Linked DNA regions of Mus musculus: region 2 is linked to region 1. A link is a contact called in public Hi-C data. All regions are on one chromosome and are shown on one strand. The core of a region is the stretch at or near the end of the contact, and the rest is flanking DNA. Distances in the headings are between cores, read along the strand shown.

What was found. Hi-C and Micro-C count contacts between places; a contact is called where the count stands out from the background.
Region 2: a Hi-C map of the HPC-7 cell line shows a contact between it and region 1, with 4 times the contacts expected there. The contact joins two enhancer-like sites. A contact is called at or near these places in 3 of 39 promoter capture datasets (the HPC-7 cell line, HPC-7-derived erythroid cells and maxillary cranial neural crest), 1 of 15 datasets of contacts at CTCF or cohesin (pro-B cells), 4 of 484 Hi-C or Micro-C datasets (the HPC-7 cell line, bone marrow-derived dendritic cells, bone marrow-derived macrophages and 1 more), 2 of 115 datasets of contacts at active chromatin or transcription factors (CD8 T cells and bone marrow-derived macrophages) and 1 of 9 other capture datasets (adipose tissue).

What each region holds. Positions count from the first base shown.
Region 1 is chr1:171,669,656-171,676,102 of GRCm38.p6, reverse strand. No RefSeq gene overlaps it. Among named protein-coding and RNA genes, the nearest start is that of n-THatg1, 3.4 kb to the right of the region's middle. Within about 2 kb of position 3,057, at least 40 of the 459 cell types and tissues checked have an H3K27ac peak or open chromatin away from gene starts, as enhancers often do. A contact at or near this core is called in the HPC-7 cell line, where this site is marked.
Region 2 is chr1:171,745,412-171,751,858 of GRCm38.p6, reverse strand. No RefSeq gene overlaps it. Among named protein-coding and RNA genes, the nearest start is that of Gm22950, 15 kb to the right of the region's middle. Within about 2 kb of position 3,733, at least 7 of the 459 cell types and tissues checked have an H3K27ac peak or open chromatin away from gene starts, as enhancers often do. A contact at or near this core is called in the HPC-7 cell line, where this site is marked.

The DNA of each region.
Region 1 (6,447 bases), core at 1,808-4,307:
CCAAGGTTTGAGGTGCCTCTTCAAGTCTAAAAAAAACTGTAATACCAAGCCTGAGAGAAGCTACACAGAAAGGATCAGCAGCTTACACAGGGGTGAATCAGCTAACTATGGCCTAGAACCGCAGGTGTCTAACTCCCTAGGGCCAAGATATGCCTACAGAGAAGGCTACAGAAACCTCTTCTGTGACTTTGTTCAAGAAGACTGACCTCATCGTGTGAATTTAAACAGAAGCTGTAGTACCTGCTCTTGGTGGGCCTTCTCCACTACTATCTGCTTGTAACAAGGTCATGATAATGATAGAGTTTTTGAGTATTATATTGGTCAAGGTTCTTTAGATTAACAGAGCTTACAGAATGAATATATACTCATATTAATAATATATGTTCATACATATATATGAGATTTATTAGAATGACTTATAGGCTGTGGTCCAGCTAATCCAATAATGGCTGGCTATGAACAGAAAGTCTAAGAATCCAGAAGTTTCCCAATTTACAAGGCTAGATGTCACAGTGAGTCTTCACTAGACACTGGAATCCTGTAGAAGTGGGCTCTAATGCCAATGAAGGAGTAGATTTGCAAGTGAGGGTGAAAGCAACCAAGCAAAGAGCAAAAGTGTCCTTCTGCATGTCCTTATATGGGCAGACAATAGAAGGTGTGACCCAGATTAAAGGTGGATCTTCCTGCTTTAAGATCCAGATCAAAGGCAAGTGTCTTCCCACATCAAAGATATGGATTAGAAGATCTTCCTACTTCAAATTAAGAAAAAAAATCCCTCACAGATATGCCCTCCATTTTTGGATTTTAGTTAATTCCAGACATAGCCAAGTGATAACCAAGAATAGCCATCACATGTATCCATTAAGGCAGATAGTTGCCAGAACTTTTATCTGCATGATCTTGTTCCAACCCAAACATCCCAATGAGGACACCCATAAACCCCATTCTCGTTTTATGGAAGAGAAAACTTAGCTCCAGAGTTATAGATATATCGCAGTGGGTAGGGCACTGGCCTAGCACGCAGTAGATCTCCAGAACTGCATACATCAGGTGTAGTGGGACATGCTTACTCGTAGAAGTCGGAAGACTTAGAAGTTTAAAGGTCATCACCCTGTTCCACACACTAGATAGCAAGTTAAAAGCTAGTTTGAGCTACCCGAGACCTTGCTTCAAAACCAAGCAAGAAACCCCCAAAGTTAAGAGTAAGACAAAACATTTCTCAGAGAGGCTCAGAGTGTGTCCTAGTTGGTGGGATGGGGTGGGTTTCCTGGCAGGATGGGGTGGGTTTGTTGGTGGGTTGGGGAGGATGTAGGAGGAAGCTCTGCACCTACATTGAGAGTGACACCAATAGCAGATCACTGGAGCCAGAGAGGCTCAGGAAATCTGCACAGTGCTGTCAGTTACAGACATTTTAAAGATAAGAAAGGGGGTTGGATCTGGTGCAGTCATAGCACCAACAGAAGATACTGAAAAGTCCTTCCTTTTCTAGGAACTGGTGTTCAGTACTCAGCATTCAGCACTTGGCACTTCATAGAGCAGATACCATTTTACAAAGGTCCCTGCTTCGTTGGTGACTTGACAGCCTAGGATGTTCTGTGGACCACACTCTTGGGAAACCAAGGGCCAGTGTTATGGAACTACTTACAGAACATAGCTAGATGGTGGGGTCAAAACCTTGACTCAGAGCTACACAGCATCCAGCAGGCTGAACTCTGGGGAGGCAGAGGTTGTAAGTAATCTTCCTACACACTCCTAACAGTTCCCTAAACATTAGAAAGATCACACAGGGACCAGCGCTCACAAAGAAACTCCTAAAGAATTGTTCAGAGGTATGACCAGTGTCTTAGACTCTACCTGGAAACAATACCAAGACCTAACCAGGATCTGCAATGCAGTTTTCCAAAGAAAATCCCAGAGAAAAACACCACCCATCTGTGTGCCAATACCTGAAACCTGAGTTTACAAAAATGCCCAGGGATGAGATGGACTTCTAAACACCTAGGAAGGGATGCTGAGAGGCTCAAAACTAAACCAAGCAAACAGACCAGACAGTGTTCATGTACTGGATTTTCATCCAGCTCTTTCATTTACACAGATTCCTCCTTTAATACCAAAGTCAATTTAGCAGGCCACCTTTGTCCCACTCTGCTCTTGTCTCTACCCTTCTTCCCTTCCTCCTCTCTCCTCCTCAGTTGGGTTAATCTTTTTGTGCACTGTGTAAAGGTTACCCTTGTATTATTCAAATATTGGTTTACCTACCCGCAGAGCTGTTTACAGGCCTGACCTTGGTATTGTTATTTTTATTGGATCATCACACCTGCCTAAAGATTTCGTAAACATTTTCTCCATCATCTTCTGATTGGTTTAATAAAGATCTGATGGTCTATAACAGGACAGGAGAAGAAAAGTGAAACTTCAGAGTATAGATAGGAACTCTGGGAAAGAATCAGGCCTGGGAAATGCTCCAGCCAGACATGGAGAAAGTCAGACATAGTGACTACCTGTGGAGTTACTAAGTTATACAAGCTAGTCGAGAACAAGCCAAAGATACAAAGCACATTTAAAATAAACCTTTGTGATTGTTTCTTGAAAAATTTTGACAATGTGAATTAAGAGTAAATATTTGCATTGCATAAAAAACAGATAAAAGGCCTCAGCTTTTATAACTAGTAAAAAGTCATTATTGGGAGCTGGCGAGTTGAGGTGGTCTAACAGTATTCGGCTCACCAAATGTAGGGCTAGAAATCTAAACTTAGGCAGACTAGGCTTTAGGCCAAGCCCAGCATGGAAGCCTGGGACACGGTTTCCTAGCAACCTAGCAAACCAATGAGCAGAAGGTGACAGAAGGCTCAGAGCAGCTGAGATCCAGCTGACCTGCAAGCCAGCAGCACCTGCAGGCAAGCAGGGCTTATGAGGACCAGTGCAGAGGGAGGCCTTAATGCTCATGTCTTGCAGAAAGGTAGCTCAGAGCTGGACAAAGCACAAAGTTGATGGATGTGGCAGAAGCCACCACTGAAGACAACCCTGAATCAGAGGCTTGCAACATCTGCTGCTGAGGACTGAGTGAACGCAGGAAGCCAAGATCAGGAAGTCGAGATCACAGAGGAGCCTCTAAACCTGTACAGAAACTAGCAATGACCAAAAGTAAGAGTTTATGTAAGTGTGGATGCAGAGGTAAATGTTTAAGTTTGAAAATAGTAAAAGAGAAACAAATAGCAAGCTTAAATAATAAAGTCTCCAAAGAAAGGAGAGAGTTGCAGAGTTTAAAATATATTTTTTTTCTATGTTTAAAAAAAAAACTCAGAGGGCATTTGGACCTTGTATAATTTTGTTTCAATTATCAGCATAGAAATAATTAGATGTGCAGTAATGGCTGCAATTTCATATATCCTCTTTAAGAAAGATCAAAACAATCTTCAGAGGAATTCAATCTAAAACCCATGGCACCACCTTGTGATAAAATTGCAGAATGGCAACCTATAGAGATGCAATACACTGGGTTAAGAATAGAGATACACTGAAACTTATTGAGGAGAAAGTAGGGAAAACCCTCGAAGATATGGGTACAGGGGAAAAATTCCTGAATAGAACAGCAATGGCTTGTGCTGTAAGATCGAGAATCTACAAATGGGGCCTAATAAAATTGCAAAGCTTCTGCAAGGCAAAAGACACCGTCAATAAGACAAAAAGGCCACCAACAGATTGGGAAAGGATCTTTACCTATCCTAAATCAGATAGGGGACTAATATCCAATATGTATAAAGAATTCAAGAAGGTGGACTCCAGAAAATCAAATAACCCCATTTAAAAAATGGGGCTCAGAGCTAAACAAAGAATTCTCACCTGAGGAATACCGAATGGCTGAGAAGCACCTGAAAAAATGTTCAACATCCTTAATCATCAGGGAAATGCAAATCAAAACAACCCTGAGATTCCACCTCACACCAGTCAGAATGGCTAAGATCAAAAATTCAGATGACAGCAGATGCTGGCGAGGATGTGGAGAAAGAGGAACACTCCTCCATTGTTGGTGGGATTGCAAGCTTGTACAACCACTCTGGAAAGCAGTCTGGTGGTTCCTCAGAAAACTGGATATAGTACTATTGAAGGATCCTGTAACACCTCTCCTGGGCATATATCCAGAAGATGTTCCAATCGGTAAGAAGGACACATGCTCCACTATGTTCATAGCAGCCTTATTTATAATAGCCAGAAGCTGGAAAGAACCCAGATGCCCCTCAACAGAGGACTGGATACAGAAAATGTGGTACATTTACACAATGGAGTACTACTCAGCTATTAAAAAGAATGAATTTATGAAATTTCTAGGCAAATGGATGGACCTGGAGGGCATCATCCTGAGTGAGGTAACTCAATCACAAAGGAACTCACACAATATGTACTCACTGATAAGTGGATATTAGCCCAGAAACTTAGGATATCCAAGATATAAGATACAATTTGCTAAACACATGAAACTCAAGAAGAACGAAGACCAAAGTATGGATACTTTGCCCCTTCTTAGAATTGGGAACAGAACACCCATGGAAGGAGTTACAGAGACAAAGTTTGGAGCTGTGTCAAAAGGGTGGACCATCTAGAGCCTGCCATATCCAGGGTTCCATCCCATAATCAGCTTCCAAACGCTGACACCATTGCATACACTAGCAAGATTTTGCTGAAAGGACCCAGATATAGCTGTCTCTTGTGAGACTATGCCGGGGCCTAGCAAACACAGAAGTGGATGCTCACAGTCAGCTATTGGATGGATCACAGGGCCCCCAATGGAGGAGCTAGAGAAAGTACCCAAGGATCTAAAGGGGTCTGCAACCCTATAGGTGGAACAACAATATGAACTGACCAGTACCACGGAGCTCTTGACTCTAGCTGCATATGTACCAAAAGATGGCCTAGTCGGCCATCACTGGAAAGAGAGGCCCATTGGACTTGCAAACTTTATATGCCCCAGTACAGGGGAATGCCAGGGCTAAAAAGTGGGAGTGGGTGGGTAGGGGCATGGGTGGGAGGATATGAGGGACTTTTGGGATAGCATTGGAAATGTAAATGAGGAAAATACCTAATATAAAGTATTAAAAAAAAAAGAATAGAGATTCTATGTGATGATGGCACTTTAGAGCAATGAAATACAATATCATATATATTTCATTTTGTAGAGTTTGGAAAATTAAAATACAAACATACTTTGATACATCATACAACTGATACATATTCAGAATCCCAAAGGGCTTCTGCCTTGAGTTCTGAAAAAGAAAGATTCTGAGATTGTATGTACATTTATTAGAAATAGTGTTTAATCTTAGAGATGCCTTTGTAGATAGAAGCTGATGATGCTTTATGGCATATATATCCAGTAGAGTGCAATGTTTTACACATTATAGCATAAAACATGTTACAGATATATCTTACAATCCTACAGGTCAAGCAATTGTAAACCATCTAACTACCCTTTAAAGGAAATGTTCATAAAATGTAAGGGGGATATGGCATCTACCAAAGGCAGATTAAATAATACTTTACTATCTTTCGAATGTTTAAAATGTTGATGAGACATGTAGCACAGCTCCTGAAAAGCACTGGATTTTAGAAAGGACTCATGAATTAAACCAACCCATATACTATAAGGTTGTGCTAACTTCAGAGTGGAAGTCAAGAAATGTGTTGGGGGAGAGGTTTCAACAGAAAACGAAAAATTGTGGATTCCTTTAACATTAATAAAGATTTTTTTTAAATCGAAATTAAATTAAAAATCTAAATTTGATGAGGGGGGCCTCCTGAAAATGCTGGCTGCATACATGAAAGAAGAAACCAAGAAAAACAACAAAACAGGTAACATACATGCCAATCCTTCTATGTGGGAACAGCTGGTAGACAGGCTGGGACATGAATGTCTCTGCACAGCCAATAAATCTTGTTGGCTACAGAGTCCTCGGGACTTATTACATGCCATCCTGTCGTATAACATGGATGGGGATTTATACTGCAGTTTGGGTATACTCTCCAGATTTATAAAGTTTGATGCCTTTCATGCTCAAACAAAGAGCAAAGAATCATCTTTAGATGTGTGCACATTACACATTCCATACATGTTACAGGTATGTATATTACCTTTAAAAGTTTATGTGTTTTCAGAGCCAAAGGTCCAAACACCAATGAAGACAGGACAAGCAGCCCAGGTGATGCAGCCTCACAGGCAGCCTCAGTAACTGTTTTCTCAAAAACCTATAGCCATGACAACTTCAAAGGCTTCAGTCAGGACTTCAGTCAATCCCTGCACTTTCCCATCACACCCTGGACAGCAAATGTTAATGGATAGGTCTTCTTGGACTTGGCCAATATCCCAGTTGTTTTGTTTTGTTTTGTTTTGTTTTGTTTTGTTTTGTTTTGTTTTGTTTTGTTTTGTTTTGTTTTGTTTCAAGACAGGGTTTC
Region 2 (6,447 bases), core at 2,484-4,983, 75 kb before region 1:
AAAAACCTCCCAGGCATTATTTTGCCACTGGCCAAAGAGTGGAGTTGATGCCTAGTTGATTGTGTTTTACAAAGACATCTTGGGCCATACACATAGTCCTGTTCTCTTTGCCCTGGGTCCCCACAGATCCTGCTACATTTATTGTCTGTTTTCTAGAATCCTTGCTTGGGGTCTTTGATATAGCTTTAATTCTTCCTCAGATGATTAATGTATGTGAAAATGTACCCTGTCACTCAAAGTAAGAGAAGGTCCAAGTTTGTGCTCATTGTAATGAAAATTTTACACTATTAAAGTCTCAATTTTAGGGATAAAGGGAGCCAACAAACCATGCAGACAACTATAAATTAGAAGCACAGGGCCTTGTGTGAGCCAGGGTAAGTCATAGTGCTGTGGAGATTGCTTTTTTATCTATAAAACAGTGCAATGCTGCACATGCTATGTCATGTAGAAGGTGCTCTGAACCCCACTCAGGACCAAAGTAATTGTTCCCAAATGCTGTGAGTATTAGTGTTTCAGCTGAGTTCTTCTCCAGATGCCTCCAAGTAGTTCTTTACTGCAATCAACCCATGTCTAGAAACCGGTCAGTTGGCAGATAAATCAATGTAGAAGTCCAGTCCCCTTGAGTTGGAGCAGACATGAAAAGTCAGACTTCTGGAAGTGAACAAAAACCTTTGCTGCAACTGAATCCAAAATTCCACTTCTGCTCAGGACTTCCATCTTACCTCACAGGCAATTTTCCTGTTTTCCAGCAATCCCCCAATAAACTCTCTGCAAACTGACATGTCCAAAAGAAACCCCTGGACAAATGGTTAACTGTGATGCCTATTAACGTACATCTCGCTGGCCTCAGGCTCTCTTGGTATAGGAAGGAAGTACCTGATTCAGAGTCTAAGATGATGACATCTCCTCTCAGTTCTCCTCACCCTGCCCCATACCCCAAACCTCTCCAGCCCGGACGCTTCCCTTTCCCCAGCTTCTCATTCCTATGTAACCAAGACATTTCAGCTGTGAGTGTTCTTAGCTCTTGGTCTCCTTTGCTCTCTTGGTCTGTTGCTCCCCTCCCCCATTTTCCCACTCCTCCCTCTCTCTTCTCTTGGCCTGGTCCAGTCTGCTAGCCATGTTCACTGTGACATTTTCTCTCCATGCGCTGGACTCTTTCAGAGGCCTCTGGCTGTTTTCTTCAATCACATCTTCTCCTTAAGCATACCTTAGAACAGTTCTCATTTCATTTAGGAACAAATCTCCATTTCAGAGTCTAGTGTTTAAAAGCCTGTCCGAAGATATCTCACATAATTTGAGGGTAGGGGTATTAAACCAACAGCGTATGTAATATATCATTTGATTGCTAGTTTCCTTGACTTTGTTTTTGGTGGATTCATGGCAAGCAGAGTGTTTTCTTTTTTTTTTCTTTTTTTTTTCCACACCATATCAAAACTCTCAAGAGAGGAACAAAAGAGGACAATTAAAATAGCAAGGTCATAAGGAAAAGTGAATAGCTGGGGTAGGGGTGGGAGGCTCAGTGCTTCTGAGCTGGAGAAGTTTATAGCATGGGGATGAGGTGAGAAGAAGTAAGTATTTGTGATGCTACAGGAGCCTGGAAGCCAGCATGTGCTTTGTTACACTAAGAGGCACCACTGATAGCCATTCATCCCCTCTACCAATGGTAAGGGAGTGGGATCCTTCGTTAGAGGGGCCCAGGCTTCACAAGTTTCTGAGGAATGTTGACTTTTGTTTAACCACCAGAACTTGGGGTAGTGGAGTTTTCTTTGGACCTGATGTTGCTTTAGAAAAATTATTTTGGCACAGTGATCAGATTTACTTAAAATTAAAATCTGGGAGAAATAATGGTTTCCTATTATCTATACTGGAAGAATTAAAGACCTAACTCAAAAAGTGCCCATTGGAGGGGAGAAGCTGTCCACCAGAGCCACTTAGTATGTAGACTTGGCAGGTGTACACAGGGAAGCACAGTAGAGAAACGGCAGACACAACCTCTCCATGGTATGGTTAAGGCAAAAGCTTTTATTGTATATAAAAGGGAGAAAATATCCAGATGCAGATAGAAGAGAGCAGAGCAGAAAGAGAAAGAAATAGCATGAACATGGCCAGCAGACTGGACATTGCCAGGGCTATCTACAAGAGAGGGAGGAAGAGTAGGGGATAGAGTAGAGAGAGCATAGAGGATAGAGGGAGCATAGAGAATAGAGAGAGCATAGAGAATAGAGAGCATCGTGAGAGAAGCAGGAGCAGAACATACAGAAAACAGTGAAAATAGCAAGGTTGTAAGCAGAATGAGTAGCTGGAGGAGGGGAAGGTCAGAACACTAGTGTGGGGGCTTTGAAATGTATAACAAATGCTTGTGAGTAAGGACTGGGGGATCCTGGAAGCCAGCATGGACCTTCATATTCTGATAGACGCTAACAGTATATGTTAATTAAAGAACCACGTGTCCCTTTTGCCAGAGGTAAGGGAAATGACTCTTTCTTTTGGCTGATGGGAACAAGCTTTGAAAGATCCTGAGGAATGGTGGCTTTTATTTAACTATCAGAAATCCTCCTAGTACGGGTTCAGTTCATGTCCAGATAGTTGGACTGCCTCTAGGAGTTTGTGGAATTGAAGATTCTTTTGGACCTGACAGCAGAATTTGATGTCTATTTGAATGCTGGACATGAGGGACACTATGACATTTAGCTGTGAGGTTTAGTCTCCTGCAAACCTAGAAGTAGAAAAAACTTTGGGGCATAATTGGGAGCAAGGAACATAAGGTGAGTTGTCAGTTTGAGAAATGTTTGGTTGAAATATTTACAGTTCATCTAAATGGAAGATTCCAGGAAATATTTGAGTACATATACCGACTGTAAGAGAATAATCTAGAAACAAAACTCAAAATTAAAACAATCTTAGAAGTCACCTATTTTAGCTCTCTCACCTCACTCTGAGAAAAGCTCGACTTAAAGGCTAACACCTTTAAGGGACTTACCATGAAGTGAGTTTTTACAAAGATGTGACCAGAAACCAGATCTCTTGGGTTGAAGTCAGTGCACCCAACTCCTGGTTAAGTTCCTTTTTTTTTTTCTTTCTCTCTCCTTTTTTCTATTTATCTTTATGCTTCCCGATGTAACAGTGAATGAGATACAATGTTGCTAAATGTGTTTGTTGAACATACTAATTCTACTTATTATTTGGGGGTAAGGTTGATCCCTTCTATAAACATCATCACTGAAATTATATTTTAGAGGCATCTTGGAAGTCATCAGACCCAGGGAAATCCAATTTAGCCACCAACATTTGCATTTTACCCCCCTCCACTTCCTCTAAGCAAAACCTGTTGCTCAGGTCACAACCATGGGAAGATTTTGTGCTAAATCCTCTGATTCAATTGAGAAGACGAATGAAAGCAAACATTAAAATATTTGGGTATTGAAATCATGTAATCAATTATCTTATTTTACACTTGAAGGAACTTGAACTAAGAGCTCTTATCTTGAGTTAGACACTTTAAAGTCCTAAATGAGGAAGAAGGAAAGTAGCAGTCTGGAACAGAAGAAGATAACACACTAGTTAAGCCCTCACTGTATGCTTGACCTTGTGTGGCATGATTGAGTGCAATTTTCTCCCTTGATACCCATAGAAAGATCATCTACATATTTTTCACACAAGGAATGTTCATTCTTCCTAGAGTTCTACAATTAGTAAATGGTAATTTTGGAACATAAACCCCAAATTGTCTGACTCCAGAGCCCATGCCTCATCTTCTATGGCATAGAGTCTATGGTATGCAACCTCTAGAGGTTTCTGGTACCATTCCAAGCATTAGGTATAAACCTGGAGATCAAAGAACCGTTGCTGGTGCTTTCTCTAGAAGCCAGTGAACCTGCCTGTCTTGTCATCCTCTCAAGGCCTGGAAAGTTCTAGGATCTAAGAGAATTCAGGAGATTCTTCTGATTGGCAGGGGATGCCCAATGTTGCATCAGTAAAGGCAGGCGTTATCCTGGACCTACAGTGTCAACTCTGCCGCTAACTAATCAAGAGGCCTCGGGAAAGCCACTTCTCTGTGATGGTTTTCCAAGATGGAAGAAAGCATAGAGAAATGTAAATTTTGTGGGCTTCCCTGTTGATTTCCCAAGCTTCTCTACAACACTCCTCTCTGTCACATCATAGGTCTAAAGGGTCAATGTGTGAGGGAAAGTGAGTCTCTTCTCAGAAATGTATCTTGGCTTTGGAGAACAATTGCTTTGAGTCTTAACAAATGAGTAAGAGTTTATTGGATCAATGAGGAGGAGGCGGGTTCCAAGAAGTGCAAAAGTTTGAACAAAGGCGCAGGGTATTTCTGAGGAGTTGCAAATGCAGAAAAGTTGCAGCATTTGGTGAAGAGCTGGGGAAGGGGGGCGGGAGGGTTAAGCTAGAAATGAGAAAGGAGAAATCCACAGAAACCAAGTCATGCAAGGTGTTGTCGGAAGCTTGGGCGCTCTAAGGAGCATGACGGTGTGGTCAGTAAACTTCTGCTTTAGAAAGGTCCTTCTGCTCCATGTCCCTGTTCTTCGTCAGAGATAGCAAGGCTAAGAGAGGTGCTCCTGCTCTTTAGAAGGTAAAGAGATGGACAGAACTACAACACCACCAGTTTATAGCCCTGGTCTATTTGCTAATTGTAGTGGTTAATCTTGACTGTCATCTTGATGGGATTCCAGAATCAACCAACCCTTGGGGCCAATATCTGGGGCGTTTTCAGGAATTAAAAACTGAAAGAAAAAGTGTAGGGTAAAAAAAAAAAAACGTCTGAGCTTATGTCCAGGTTTGAAAACCCACCAAATCCCGAGTTCAAAATCCCACCAATCCCTGATCTTGAAATCCCACCAATTCCTGGGCTCACCCCAAGCTCAGGACTTGAAACCCCACCAATCCTGGAAATCCTTATCCTGGAAAACTGCTGCCAAGAAACCCTGTATAAAGCCTGCCTCCAGCTCAGTTCCCTCCTGCTTCTCAAAGGAGCAGAGGCAGCCATTGTCTTTCCCAGTAAGTTTCTTGCATGAGGTTTGTTGTGCAATGTGACTTGGTGGTGTTCCTTGACTCCCACCTTCCAGGACAACTTTCCCTTCAGAGCTATAAGACTTGCATTGGGGAAACCTTTCCCCTCAGAGCTGTAACACTCACAAAAAGACACTTGCCTGGAGTGGATGGGACCGTTTAGTGGGTGATTCAATAAAATATCCTGGTGCATGCTGATTGGCCTAGCACGGCTTCCTGCTTGTGTCTATTCTCCTAGTTGCTTTCACTGTCCTCCACTAACACCTGACTCCAGCTTCTTCAGTCTTCCAATACAGACAGACAACTAGGACAATCCAGGACATCAATAAGAGGCTGGGACAGCCTCATGGGTTCTCAGCCGCTCCAGCATGCAGAAAGCCATTGCTCCACTTTAAGCATTCTATGTGTACATTCCAGACAACCCTGCTAGCATACTATTCTGGAACGCTCTGTTTCCTTTCCCTCTCCTCTTTCCTCTCCTCGTTCCAGTCCCCAAGTTCCTCTCCCTACAGAGGAAGAATCTTCCCATGTTATCCAGGTGGCACCTGGAATTCTTTTGTCTGCACCTCTTGAACAGCTGAGTTCACAGACTCATGCCATCATGCCTGGACTTTTCTTGACTAAATCAACGAAAAACTCATCTGTCCTCTTCTCATTGATAATGTGATGAGTGTTTGGTTGAAAATGATTATTTGTTTTGAGAGCCTAAGCAAGAATCTATAAAAGGAAGGTCCTATGTGGGTAAAGAGGGGGACACCAGTGTTTAACAAGATCTCAGGATTTTAAAGGCTCATCAGTGAGAAATAATAAAGGCTAACTATTCATGGATTTATCTTTCTAAGTTTTGATTTAAAAACTTAGAAAGTTTAAGAATATTAAGAGATGTATACAGAGAAAACAAAGACACGGTAGCACACACATGTGTCATCCCAGAGCTTAGGAAGTAGAGACAAAAGGATCAGAAATTCAAGTCCTGCCTCAGCTACAGTAAATTCAAAGCTAGCTGGAGATACATGATACCCTATTTCAATACCCAATTCTGAACAACAATAAAACACAACAACAACAAAAATCCACCTTTATAGCCTGTCTACTTAGTTAGTTGGCTATGACTGAATAGCTATTCTTTAATGCTTTGCTCCATTTTAATTCTCTCTCTCTCTCTCTCTCTCTCTCTCTCTCTCTCTCTCTCTCTCTCTCTCGCCCTTTTCTTCTTTTCTCTCCCTCTCCCCATCTATATGTGTATGTGTTATATAGTATGCATGTATGTGAATATATACTTATACATATATAGGCATATGTATAGGCATATATGTATATACAAATATATATCACATATATGTTTGTTACCTTTCCCTTTACAATGATGAGATACTTGACAAAATCACTTAAAGGAAGAAGGACTTATTTGGGCTTGCAGCC